Regions from separate parts of the Mus musculus genome. Here all the other regions are linked to region 2. A link is a contact called in public HiChIP or PLAC-seq data. All regions are on one chromosome and are shown on one strand. The core of a region is the stretch at or near the end of the contact, and the rest is flanking DNA. Distances in the headings are between cores, read along the strand shown. Region 1 has its middle 200 kb from the start of Trp63. Region 2 overlaps Tprg (transformation related protein 63 regulated). Region 3 has its middle 180 kb from the start of Tprg.

The links. HiChIP or PLAC-seq counts read pairs in DNA pulled down with a chosen protein or histone mark.
Region 1: an HNF4G HiChIP or PLAC-seq map of pancreatic cancer cells shows a contact between it and region 2. The contact joins two enhancer-like sites. A contact is called at or near these places in 1 of 15 datasets of contacts at CTCF or cohesin (the NIH/3T3 cell line), 15 of 484 Hi-C or Micro-C datasets (3T3-L1-derived adipocytes, the C2C12 cell line, the CH12 cell line and 9 more) and 3 of 115 datasets of contacts at active chromatin or transcription factors (Th2 cells, embryonic stem cells and pancreatic cancer cells).
Region 3: an HNF4G HiChIP or PLAC-seq map of pancreatic cancer cells shows a contact between it and region 2. The contact joins two enhancer-like sites. A contact is called at or near these places in 1 of 15 datasets of contacts at CTCF or cohesin (the NIH/3T3 cell line), 27 of 484 Hi-C or Micro-C datasets (the AML12 cell line, CD4 T cells, CD8 T cells and 19 more) and 5 of 115 datasets of contacts at active chromatin or transcription factors (astrocytes, embryonic fibroblasts, embryonic stem cells and 2 more).

Annotation. Positions count from the first base shown.
Region 1 is chr16:25,483,933-25,487,881 of GRCm38.p6, forward strand. No RefSeq gene overlaps it. Among named protein-coding and RNA genes, the nearest start is that of Trp63, 200 kb to the right of the region's middle. Within about 2 kb of position 1,384, at least 38 of the 459 cell types and tissues checked have an H3K27ac peak or open chromatin away from gene starts, as enhancers often do. A contact at or near this core is called in the C2C12 cell line, the CH12 cell line, the NIH/3T3 cell line and 2 more, where this site is marked.
Region 2 is chr16:25,374,382-25,378,731 of GRCm38.p6, forward strand. The region is part of intron 4 of Tprg (transformation related protein 63 regulated); the gene reads left to right. Among named protein-coding and RNA genes, the nearest start is that of Tprg, 90 kb to the left of the region's middle. Within about 2 kb of position 2,515, at least 33 of the 459 cell types and tissues checked have an H3K27ac peak or open chromatin away from gene starts, as enhancers often do. A contact at or near this core is called in the C2C12 cell line, the CH12 cell line, the NIH/3T3 cell line and 2 more, where this site is marked.
Region 3 is chr16:25,464,353-25,468,342 of GRCm38.p6, forward strand. No RefSeq gene overlaps it. Among named protein-coding and RNA genes, the nearest start is that of Tprg, 180 kb to the left of the region's middle. Within about 2 kb of position 1,504, at least 61 of the 459 cell types and tissues checked have an H3K27ac peak or open chromatin away from gene starts, as enhancers often do. A contact at or near this core is called in embryonic fibroblasts and pancreatic cancer cells, where this site is marked.

The sequences.
Region 1 (3,949 bases), core at 134-2,633, 110 kb after region 2:
CTGTTCCAAAGTCTGAGTCAGTCCTCCCTGCCCATTTACATGCTTGGCTGCTGTCCAAGGCTACGATAAGAAACCACCCAGGTGCTGTGCCTCAGAGAGCCAGCAACATGGTGGTCTTGGCCAGCTGAGCCTAGGGTAGAATGAAGGAGACAATACCCCTCTGGGAGTGAGAGTCATCAGCTAGTGTCTGCAGAGATGGGCTGTGATTTGTGATTTGGCAGATCACTCATCTCTGCCTCTCCTCTCGTCATCCTGGAAGGGAGGGGTTTAGCCAAACGACCTTACCATCCTCTTCTAATTCTCCAGAGCCTGGATGCAAAATGAAGGCAGTCTAAGCATTTCATGCACCTTAAAGAGCAATGTTATTTACTTGTCTGTACTAACCACATCCCTAGAAGAAAGAGACGTAGCTCAAGCTCACTGCTAGTAAGGTTGGAAATGCACATGAACCATTGTCTTGGTACTCATCCCTCCCAGGTTTGTTAGCTTCTCCATCTCAGCAAAGTTAATTCTTGGGGGTAGAGTCATGACCCGCACCATCACTATTACTTAAATGTGCAGCAGATGCTGTGTCCAGAATAGGGGACATAGTTGCACTGTTCCTCTGTCAGCTGTCTGAAGACTACTCAGTGACTATGGTTTCTATGCTGTTGGCTAAGCCCAAAACAGAGAGCAGTTACTGTGGAATGGGTCCTCACGAATAATAACTAATAACACAGCAAGAATACTACCACTTAATAGTCAATGCACACTGCTTCAAATAAAGATGGGCTTTTAAAATTCATTTTATTCTCATAACCACTGTGTTAAAGCAGTATCTCCATCCTGATATTGGAGCTCTTGACTCTAGCTGCATATATATCAAAAGATGGCCTAGTCGGCCATCACTGGAAAGAGAGGCCCATTGGACTTGCAAACTTTATATGCCCCAGTACAGGGGAATACCAGGGCCAAAAAGGGGGAGTGGGTGGGCAGGGGAGTGGGGGTGGGTGGATATGGGGGACTTTTGGTATAGCATTGGAAATGTAAATGAGTTAAATACCTAATAAAAAATGGAAAAAAAAAAAAAAAAAGAAAACAACAGTGTAGCAACGCTATAGGGTCATTGAGACCGGATTTGTGAACGGACTGAGTAAAAGAGGACAGTCATAATCTGTCACCTTTGTGCAGGATTTCAAACACATGAAGAATCTTGCAACCTCATTCTATGCGGTTTTCATTATGATGTGGCAGTTGAGTAATGGCTTCCTTGAAGTTCCCGCTTCAAGGAATGAAATGAGTCGACGGTACATCAGATCATTTGATATTCAGCTCTGGGCCTTTCTGAACAAGCTGACATCGTGCACTGGATTTGTCATGGTTCAAGTGTAGCTTAATTCATGACTACACCAGAAAACTAATCTGTGTGGTGAATCACAGGGTGTGAATATGAATGGGTGGCAACTGTAGGTGGAACAGGGCATAGCGTAGCATTTGAACAAATGGAAAGACAGAGGTGAACAGCAAGCAACCATCATGGTAATCATGATGTGCAGTCTTGTGGGTTAATCATGCTCAATGTGCAGAGATGTTCTGCGCTTAGCTCATTTCAGAAGTGGTGGAGGAGATGACACCGGGGTGGGGATCCCTCAGGAACTTTTGTGCTCAGTCAGTCAGTCAGTCAGTCAGAAACTTCGAAGTTAATTCACTCTGTGAGGAGCAGCAGGTCTTTGTACTGAGCCTGTTTACAGATCCTCACCTCTCTGGGTTCCACCTCATGCTCTGCTCTTCTCTTAATATTAATGTCAAATCCTCACACAGAATAAATCATCTTCAAAGTTTACAAAGGAGTTACACATATGAGTCTTAAGGAGAAAAAACAAAACAAACAAACAAACCAAAAACCTGATGCCTCTGACTCTGAGTACAGTTGTCATTGTTGAAAGTGACAGTAGTCATTTTGTCATTAGCTAAAAGTCAAGACCTGGAAAACTGAAGCTCAATATCAAACATTAACTCCTAAAAAAAGTGTGTGTGCGTGTGCGTGTGCGTGTGCATGTGCACGTGCGTGTGTGTATGTGTGTGCATAAACCAGCCCATGAAAGAAGTAGAACTCAATCAACCTTTGCTCTCCCCTGTAACTTAGTTCCAGATGCCAGTAATTTTTTGTTGTTGTTGTTTGTTTTGTTTTGTTTTGTTTTTTGAGACAGGGTTTCTCTGTATAGCCCTGGCTGTCCTGGAACTCTCTTTGTAGACCAGGCTGGCCTCGAATTTAGAAATCCACTTGCCTCTGCCTCCCGAGTGCTGGGATTAAAGGCATGCGCCACCAAGCCTGGCTCAGATGCCAGTAATTTAAAAGATGATCAACTTAGCTGTTTCTTATCCAGGCCTGTGCTCAGCCAGCCACCCCCGCCAGTGTCAGAGTGAGTGTACTCTCTATCAGTCTTTGAGCATCTGTTTATCTGTACTGACTCAGCCTCTTAAATCTCCTCAAATTCAATTTTCGTTTCAGCTTTACTTCTGTGCCCCACATCCTCGTTTCTACCAACGATTGCTGTAGTTTTTTTTTTTTTTTTTTAATTTCTCATCCTGCTCCAACATAAACTAGACTAGTGAAACATTACAAACTATAAAACAAATTGTCACAACATGTCAAGCTCCGGTGCTTCTGGAATGGGAAGACCATTCTCCAAACACTTCCTTTTCTTCTTCTATACCCTTGTGGCTGCCAGTCTGTCATACGCTTCTTTGGCCATGCTGAGTCACTTGAAACCCACTGCACCTGACATGCTCTTTGGAGGCACAGTGATTTTGATGATATCGATTGTGTTAGTCAGATGTTTCATAGCGGTGGGAAGCAGTTTAGAGGAGGAAAGATTGGTTTGGGGATGCTGGATTGGGGGCCTTGGCTCTACTTGTGTCAAATCCATTGCCATGGGCCTGTGGTGAGATGGAACATTGCAACAGAGGAGCAATGTGTCACCATGTGACAATCAGGAAATAGAATGAGATGGAGAAAAAGAGAGCATGCAAGGCACTGTATACAGCCTGATTGACCCTCTTCCCCCAGCTGGATGGCTATTCTCTTAGGGGGTAGGCCAGATTCAAGCCCTGAGAGAGACCCTGAAAGATATGCAAACAGAATTCCTCTTTCTTCTGTTGACAATGGCTATTTCCATTTTTAATAGAAATAATAAGGAACAGGAAAAATTATATCTGTGGTTGTCTATAAAGGCCTCACAGAAAAGAAAGTTTGAAAAACCAATCCCCAAATCACTGGGTGCGTTTTTCTCTCGTCGGAGGGAATACATGTTTTCACTTTTAATTTTTATTATGTCATTGAAATTACATATAATCATTATTATTCAATCAATTCAGGGACATTCAAAAATAAATTTAAAAAAGAATTGCTCCAAGTCAGAAACAACTATTATTTTGAAATTATTTACATGTCATTTTAGATCTCAAAAAGACAGGTAGATAATCAAAACAAAATTCGATGTAGGTGGACAGACTAATTGAAGTAATTTTAAATGTTATAGTCACAATTTTGTACAATATAATGTACTTGCAGAGACTGCAACTTCAGATGTTTAGCATGCACAGCTAAGGAAATCTGGTATGTGTTTTTGAATCCCAAACTTTAGTAGTATGCATCTTCAAAAGATAGCATTTAAAAAATATTTGTAGACATCTGTAAGTTGACCTAGTCAACATTAATATGATCAGCCTTTCCATCAAGACAATATTTATTATAGATATCCCTTGTGCTTCTTCAAATCCATTTGCCACCATTACCTACCCTGCACTGGGACCTACAGGACTGATTGCTGAGTGGCTTGGCCATCAGGGACACAGAGGGCAAGAATGTTTTCTGGTATAACCTTCTGTTTTGTCCTAGTTTGCAATGGCTCTCACTTGGGCTGCAGCAACTGAGCAACAGGCCCAGGAAGTACTGTCTCCTGCACCA
Region 2 (4,350 bases), core at 1,265-3,764:
GGGGAGGCGTTCCCCAAATGCCACAATCCTGTTATTTTTGAGCAGTGGACTAAACCCAGGTGCCTGATTGGACAAGACCACTCCCAATTTCTTCCAGATAAATATTTGGTTGCCAAGAAGTTATATTTAAATGAGAAATACCTCCTTAGGAAGTTGCTGCCTAGGGATTCCGGTACACATCAGGATGGATCTCACCCCTCCCGAGGAATGCCTGAGCAGACCCTAAATTTACTTGGCACTCACTGTATAATGCGAGGACACCTGCTTTGCGTTGTGTCAAAGTCTGTTCCTCTGGATAACAAGGAAATATTAGAGATGAAGCTTTTCTTCTGAAAGTGCTGTTAGCCTCCAGTATCAGGGCAATGGTGTCAGGACAGACAGGAGCCTGAAGCACAATTAGAGCAGCCACTAAAGACTTGGGGGCTCAAAGGAGAAAGTGGTTTTCTGCAGAGCTGGCTCTTTTCTAGCAATCTGTCCTAGAGTCTAGAATCTTGGGTTCTTGTTCTCTTGAGTTGCTCTCGCTTGCTGTCAATCTTTAATGTTACATTAAAATGCAGCATATCTGAAGTCCATGTAGTTACCCCGGCAGCTGCTGGGTGGCAGCAGACGTGCTCCAGCAGTGGTTAAGGAAAGTGCAGAAGGGCAGAGCTGCAAGATTCTCTGCACACTTACCTCTGTCCTGGTGGGACACACACACACACACACACACACACACACACACACACACATTCATGCATGCATGCACGCACGCAGGCACAGGGCAGAGACAAATGATAGCTAATTTTGAATTTTATAAAGAAATTGAGGACACTTGTTATGAAACAACCATCTAAACAGTAAATACTGGGACATCTTGAGTCTCTTTGTTGCTAGGCTGTGTAGGGTGTTTCCCACTACACTTACAGTTCTGTAAAGAGATGGGTTGTTTTCTTTACACATGAGTTCTCTGAGTTGCATCAAAGGAGAGGCACAGCCTTAGGCTCTAGGGTACAGAGTTGAAATGGCCCTGTTATGTTGAGGCTGTGCATCTTTCAGAACTGCTGATTCCTGGCTCCATTTAGGGTGATGGCTGCTGCAGCCGCAGCTGTACCCATAATGGTATATAACTGAAGCTCGTCCACATGCACATAAAACATAGTGGCCATCTTGCTCCTTCACTGAGGTCCCTCAGTTGTTATAAGCTGTTACAGGAATCTAGCAGAAAGGAACTGACTCTCCTGGCCATTGTGCTTGCATTTAGTTTGTTTGTTTGTTTTTTGCCATTTTTATTAGATCTTTGAGAATTTCACAAAACATATTCATCTCCCTCCCCCGACTCCTCCCAGACCTTTCCCACTCACCTAACTTTGTTTCCTCTTCATTAATTTAAACCCATCAAGTCCAATTTGCATTGCCATGTAGTCCTGGAAATGTGACTTTCCAGGGGACTGTGGTTGACCCACCAGGGGTTACAGCCTCAAAGAAAACTGTTTCATTACTTCTCTACATTATTGACCTATAAATCCTTTTCTCCCAATCATAATATTTGTGTCAGAAAAATTCTGGAGATAGAGGGACCCATAGAGACTATATAAGACCCAGAAGGGCAAAGCAACTTAGGTAAAATTACAGTTACAGAGACATAAACAACTGTGGGGCCCTGACTACTCAGGAAAACTCAGGCTTGGATCACAAAGCAAAGTGGCTTCACATACTGACTCTTATTTCTTGTCAGCCAATTCTCATCAGTAAAGACGGAAATTAATAACAGCATTTCAGGGATGTTGGTCAGTGTAAGCAGGTACTCTATTGGAAAGCCTAGTGGTTTGCTCATATGCAGTCTCTTGAATTTGGTTTGGACTCTTGGTGAGATCATGTGTTTTACAGTTTACAGCACAGTTAACCCTCCCCACCTGGTACAAGAGTACAACTCAGCCCTTGGTGGGAAAACAGTGCAAACAGTCCCTTCAGAATGTCTTCACGTCATAGGCTAACCAAGTTATAGCATGCTTTTCCCATATGTAGTTTAAGCATCTATTATTATGTTTGGGATATGCTTTGGCTTGTATTGCCAAACCTGTATAATTAAGTGTTATATTATAGTGGGCTCCACAGCATTGGGCAACGAAATGAATTCTGGCCTTGTAATCAGCTGAATTTTGTGCCAACTCTACAAGGCACTAGCTCTGTGATTGTACACGAATTTCCTTTCGAATCCATAAAGTGACAGTTCAAAAAAAAGAAAAAGGGGATATGACCGATTTTCAGATCTCATTTGCGGGGATTTTCTTCTGGGAATGCATCGGAGACTCCTACTGTCTGTGTAAGGTTTCATGTTGACTGCTGAGATCACTCTTCTAATCAAATCCGCTCAATCGTGGATGATTAAGATGATTTCCCAACCGCAGACCTCTCCTGCTCAAAGTTCTCTCTTTAAATTTACTGCCAGAGCTCAGTGGAGTTCAGTAGCCAGCTCAGATGCTGACAGACCTGGGAGACAGTACCGCCTCCTACAGGAAGGTGGCGCGAGAGACTCTTCTCATAGATCAACCAGGAGGCTAATGGCCTGGAATGGAATACTCACAGAATCAGTAAACTGGTGACCATTCAAAGCAGACTTCCCTTTTCGGGCATCCGGACTGTTAGTTGTCCAGCCTCAGAGGACTTCTGGTAAAACAGAATTGACTTGGGGAAGACTTTGCTTGTCATGATTTTCCCTGAGTGAAGTGGAAGTCAGCTTCTCTAAGAGTCGCCCTCCTCCCCCTTCTCTTCCTTATCTCCATGGAGTTAGGAGTCAGCCCATTAATTCAGTATCTATTCAGTTCTTGCAGTGTGCCAAGCATGCCAGAGCTGAGCTCTGGGGAGCAATGTGTGAAGTATTCGTTTTTCCGGGGCAAACGGTGAGATTGGAGAAGTATTAAGTATACGGCGTGTGGCAAATGCTGATACTTGTGACCCAGGTGGCACAGAAGGAGTGAAGGGGGCTCACTCAGAGGAGGCTACAGGAAGGATTCTCCAAAGATCCAGAATTTGAAAAATGTTCACTCTCTCCTTCATTTCAGTCCTCCTTGAGCTGATTATCCTGGTAGACAGTGACAAAGAGCACATTCTGGGGGGGGGGGGGGGGGGTCACACGAAGACTGGGGACACGAGTTCTCAACCCAGGCTTATTACTATTGTCCCTGCACAAAGATGGATGGAGGAGACGATCGGAATAGGTTGTTCAGTCCTTGCTGTCTAATTGGTCTCCGTCTCTCTTTCTTTTCCCCACTGATTAGCCTAGAAAAAAAAATCGCTATCTTTCCTAAGTGTTGGCTTTCTTAAAGTTCAGTGTACCCCATCTTCCATGACATAGACCTTTATTGGGGGGCCCTTAGCTTGTGGTTGAAATGTTCACAGTTCTTAACTGGAAAACACTGTTGAGAAAAGCCACAAAAATTGTGAACGTGCCCAGGCATATTGGAAGCTGCCCCCAAGGTCTTTCCATTGACCAGCACAAAGACTATGACGAAGGTGCTGTCTGCCCACTCCTATGTGGAAATCGTGTTGTGTTTGTCTAGAAGCCAGAAGGAAAAAAAATATATGTTGAAAATGGCCTGATGACAGCCTATTTTGAGATACAGATGCCTTGCTACTTCAAATCCTTTCTTGCAAAAATTCTTATAGTTGAAAGGTTTTCATTGGTCTGAAGTCCAAGGAAATGAGCGTCCTTCCTTATCTAATTTAGCTAGACTGACAGTTTGCCTGTAGCTATTGGGAAACAGAGGGCTACTCACAGCCATTGGAGTGAAACCTCTGGGATATGGGATACAGTTCCTAAGTTTGGCCACAGAAATGATTTTTTTCTTTAAAAATGCCCCAGAATGTAATTATATGTCTTTAAACTGGATGCATTTCCAGATCAACATCACTGTGGACTTGGGGTGGGCAGTTCTATATTTATAGAAGTTAAGCTTTGTGAGACTGATCTTTTTTTATTTTTTAGAGGTTCTCATGTGTAAAATATAGAAGGTGTTCTTCATTGAGGCATGGAACCTGATAGTATCACGCAGACTTCACCAGGCCCAAGGTGTTGAGGGTGTCTCAACCGGCTGTCCACTCAGGAAAATACTTAAATGAACTTAAAATAAAAAAAGAAAAGATCTATTTTTAGCTCAGTTTTTATAGTTTATGTCATCTCTTGGTCATGTCTTGAGGCCTGAGATGAGGCAGCCATGGCTGAAGTGTTTGATGAAGAAGTCTGCTCAGGTCATGGTCACCAGAAAGCAAAAAGAGGAGAGGCAAAGTTCAAGGTGGTGTCCCTGTAATCTAACTCCACCTTATTGGGTCCATCTCCAGAAAGTTCTAGTATGTCCAAGAACTGCTATAGGC
Region 3 (3,990 bases), core at 254-2,753, 89 kb after region 2:
GCCATGGTGACTCCAGTCTTTTGTGCCCCTTCGTTGCGCTGCTGTCAAATCTTCAGGCCCAGATCACATGGTCCTGATTTATCTCGTCTTCCTGAAACCTGTTGTCAGAATCCATTCCCCCCCCCCCCCCCCCCGTTACTCAGGCGTTATTTTATAGAGCCTCATGCCAGAGTCGACCACTTTAGTCTATGTTCTCTGAGCTTCTTAGGCGCCTCCAGAGTGAAAACAGTAAACAGTGTTCATTTGGTTATTTCCCACATGGGAAATGTTTGCCGGTTGCTGGCTGAAAAGAATGGCTTCATTTCTCAATCTGTCCAGAAACAAGCATATCTTGACCTGCCACTATAGGACGAGTTAGGTGTTTCTGAGAAAGAGTTTATTTTTCTTTTCTTAATTATTCATGGTCTTTCTTCATGGGAACTGGTTCTCCAGTCTGGCATGTGCTAACAAACAAACAAACAAACCCATTTCTGTCCTCGTCCCAGTTTTGTATGACAGAACAGCCCTTTTCTAATAGAGCCCTGGCAGAGCCTAAGCACATCTGCATGGTCTGCACTGTACGGCTGTTTTCTTCAACAATATCCCATTTGCAGCACATTAAGGATCCTGTGCTCTTTTCCATGGGGACTCAGATGCTTCCAGAGGGTGGACTACTTGCTCCTTTTACAGCTCAAATGCAGGCTCCTGTTATTTCTTTGAACATTGGTACTCAAGGGGGTAACCAAACTGTCTAAGACCGTGGAGTTCTAATTAGCCTGTTTAAAACTTCATTTCTCCGAATCATTTGCACCTAAATTAAAGTTACTAGGCTTTGCCCATGACTTTCGAATTGAATGCATCACACTTTCTCTTTACATCTAAGAGATCAGAAAGGAAACAAAAAATTGGAATTAAAAACATGGATGCTATAAAGGGAAGGATAATTCATAAGATCCACAGAGGTAAGAGAGCAAGAAGGCATACTTCCAGTATCCTCAACACCTTTAGAGCCACAGGATCAGGGCATTTCCATCTCAGCTGGAGTATTATGTTAAGTACAAGCTTCTCCAAACGCTTTGTCTATTCCATGGTCTCAGCTCTGGCTGCCTCCACAGCACCATGATGACAGCGTGGGGAGGTAGAAGGGTTCAGCAGCCTGAGGGGGATGGAAGGTATCAGAGAAGTGGGGGTTATTTCAGGTCTTGCTTCTCTAAGCCTTCAACGTCTGAGCCTCGCTTCGAGACGGACCTTCCTGTTGTGAAACACTGGAGCAGTTGTTGCGGTCTGAAGATAAACAACATTCCAGCAGTTCCCCCCACGGTCTCCTGGAGGCCGGGCTTTTCAACAGCTCCCTGGCCTTCAGGCATCCAGGAACCCAGCTTCAGTGTGGTACCTGTAATAGCATACACAGCCATAGCTTTGTGGTGCTGGTGCTCTTAAAATGGATTATGGTAATGAGTCTAGGATGAGTCCTGGGTGCCGCTGCCTGGTCATTAAGTGTAGGAAACACTAACATCCTTTGTGTAGCTTTGGAAGCCCAAACTGTTCTGACTGGAGAGTGGTGAAGAACAAGGGTTCCTTGGCCTGATGTGCAAGCTTCGCATTTTCATTAATGACTGGGCCTGAATTAGGGCTCCCTAGGGTTATATAAGGGCACGCTTGGAAACCAGATGCAAGCTGTTAACAAATTCAATCTGGCTTTATCATGAAAGGGTTGGACCGGAGGTTAGTATACCCAATAGACAAAGTGTCTCACATGCGTTTCCAGTAAGTTTGTGCTTCTTATATAGGTAGGTGTGGTTTTAAAGAGCATAAAACCACAACAAATCAAAGAATAGCTCAGACTTGCCTTTTGCTTATGGTTGAGGTTGGTTTGAGTAATGATTCATGGACTAAGAATGCCGGCTTTAGTCCCTGGCTGAGGCCTACCTGCAGTACCACCAGGATCGACCATTTCTTCAGAACACATTCTCTCACCCTATATCACTTTCTGAAGTTTTCCATTTCTATGCACACCCACCATTATAATTGCCTTCTAGATTAATGTATAAGTTCTATAAAGAACAATTAATAAACTCCATTTGAGTGATAGAATACTAAGGCTTGGGAGATATGAAATAATTTCCCCACGATCTAAGGGCTACCACCATTTTATAAATAAAACAGCTGAATTTTTGATGGCGTTAGGTGTTATAATACCTTTCAAACACACATACACAGACACACAGACACACATACACACACAATTACTTTATGATTGCACAGGGGTATTTCAGGCAGGCAGTCCTAATTAGTGATACTTGCTTTCTTGTATGTGTGTGCGTGTGAGGTACCCAGGACACATCCTGAACTCATTACCATAATCCAATTTAAGAGCACCACACATACACACACACACACACACACACACACACACACACACACACTCACACATACACACACACTCACACATACACACACACACACACATACACACACACACATACACACACACATACACACACACACACACACACGCACACACACACACAGAGAGAGAGAGAGAGAGAGAGAGAGAGAGAGAGAGACCTCCTGCTCATCTATCTTTAGCACTACAACACCATTACCATTATTAGATCTTGCTAACACTTTTATGCCATATCTACAGAGCTCCTTTTGTGATTCCCCAGAATCTGAAGGTGTAAGCTCTTTTCAGTGGAGTCCCCTGTTAGGAAAATTGCCTCTGTGCTCTTTGAACGTTACCCCTTGAGTTGTCATTATCTGCAAGGTTTAAGGGCAGATTTTGAGTTGGGTAGTAGCAATGTAAACCACCAGACAGCCATTTTCCTTTTTGACGCTTTGCCTCTGGGTATTTAAAGGATGGAAATAAGACAAGATGGAAGTTCCCTTGGGAATTCAGGCTTCTCACTAACACAATGAGAAACGCGAATGACAAAAGGTCCTCATCCGAGCACAGTGAAATGGCCCTTCACGTGTAAAGCGCCTAGCACAGTTCTCCATAGAATCAATACTACAGTGAGAATTATTACTTCTTCCCTTAACACCAATGTTCCTAAATCAATTATGTTATGTAATTTTAGTATTGTGTCTCTTGGCAACTGAGAGTCTTCTTGGATGTGCTGAGAGAAAAACCACGTGGGCAGAGCATCATATGAATCCAAAATGCAGGTTTCTGGACTTACAAACTCTCTTCTAGTCTTCCTTTGAAGTAGGTTCTCTGTTAGTGATTTTGTCACTTTCTTCCACATGGAGCTATAATACCACTGGTTCTAGGGCACAGTGCACCTGTCTTCCCCAAAAGGAAGACTGATCTGTCTGTGCCAGTTCATACAGACTGAATCACCAGAATTATCTGGAAACTAATAAACCAATACGGGAAAGGATAGTGGAGCTAGCCATGCATGCCATGTAGATATTTGAACTTAGAACCCTTATGTTAGTAATTGATGCCTCTGATTCAACTAAGCCAACCAACTTCATGTCAAAGACATCATTGATAGAGATAGAAAACCCAAACCAAAAACATGTTAAGTAGCCTCTGGGCGTCAGAGAGCAGTTACTTACCATGGGTTAGAGATCTACAGAAAAACTAGAGTTACTGACTACATGTCTGGATGCTAAGTCATTATATCATTGGTGTCTAAAAATTGGAATCAAGGAATAGAGAATGCATTTTTATACATAATCAACTGAGCTACCTTCAGGCCCAAATTTCCAAAGCTTCTCTGGACACCTGTGTGGAGCTTAACTATTTGAAAAATGTTTTCCATTCTTTGCTGGCATATACTGTTGGAAACAATTTAAATGGCCTTAGGGCTGAGGTCACTACCCTCATGCATCACCGATGCATGGCTGGGGTATGTGTTGGATACCATGAGTCAGAATTCGTGAGTTTTGAGGTTAGTCCATGTGGATTTAGCTGGTCTAGTGCCTAAGCCATGGGTGATAGAGATCATATATTTTCCTGCCACAGCAGCTGTGTTTGGAGACTTGGGCTTCCTAAAAACAGAA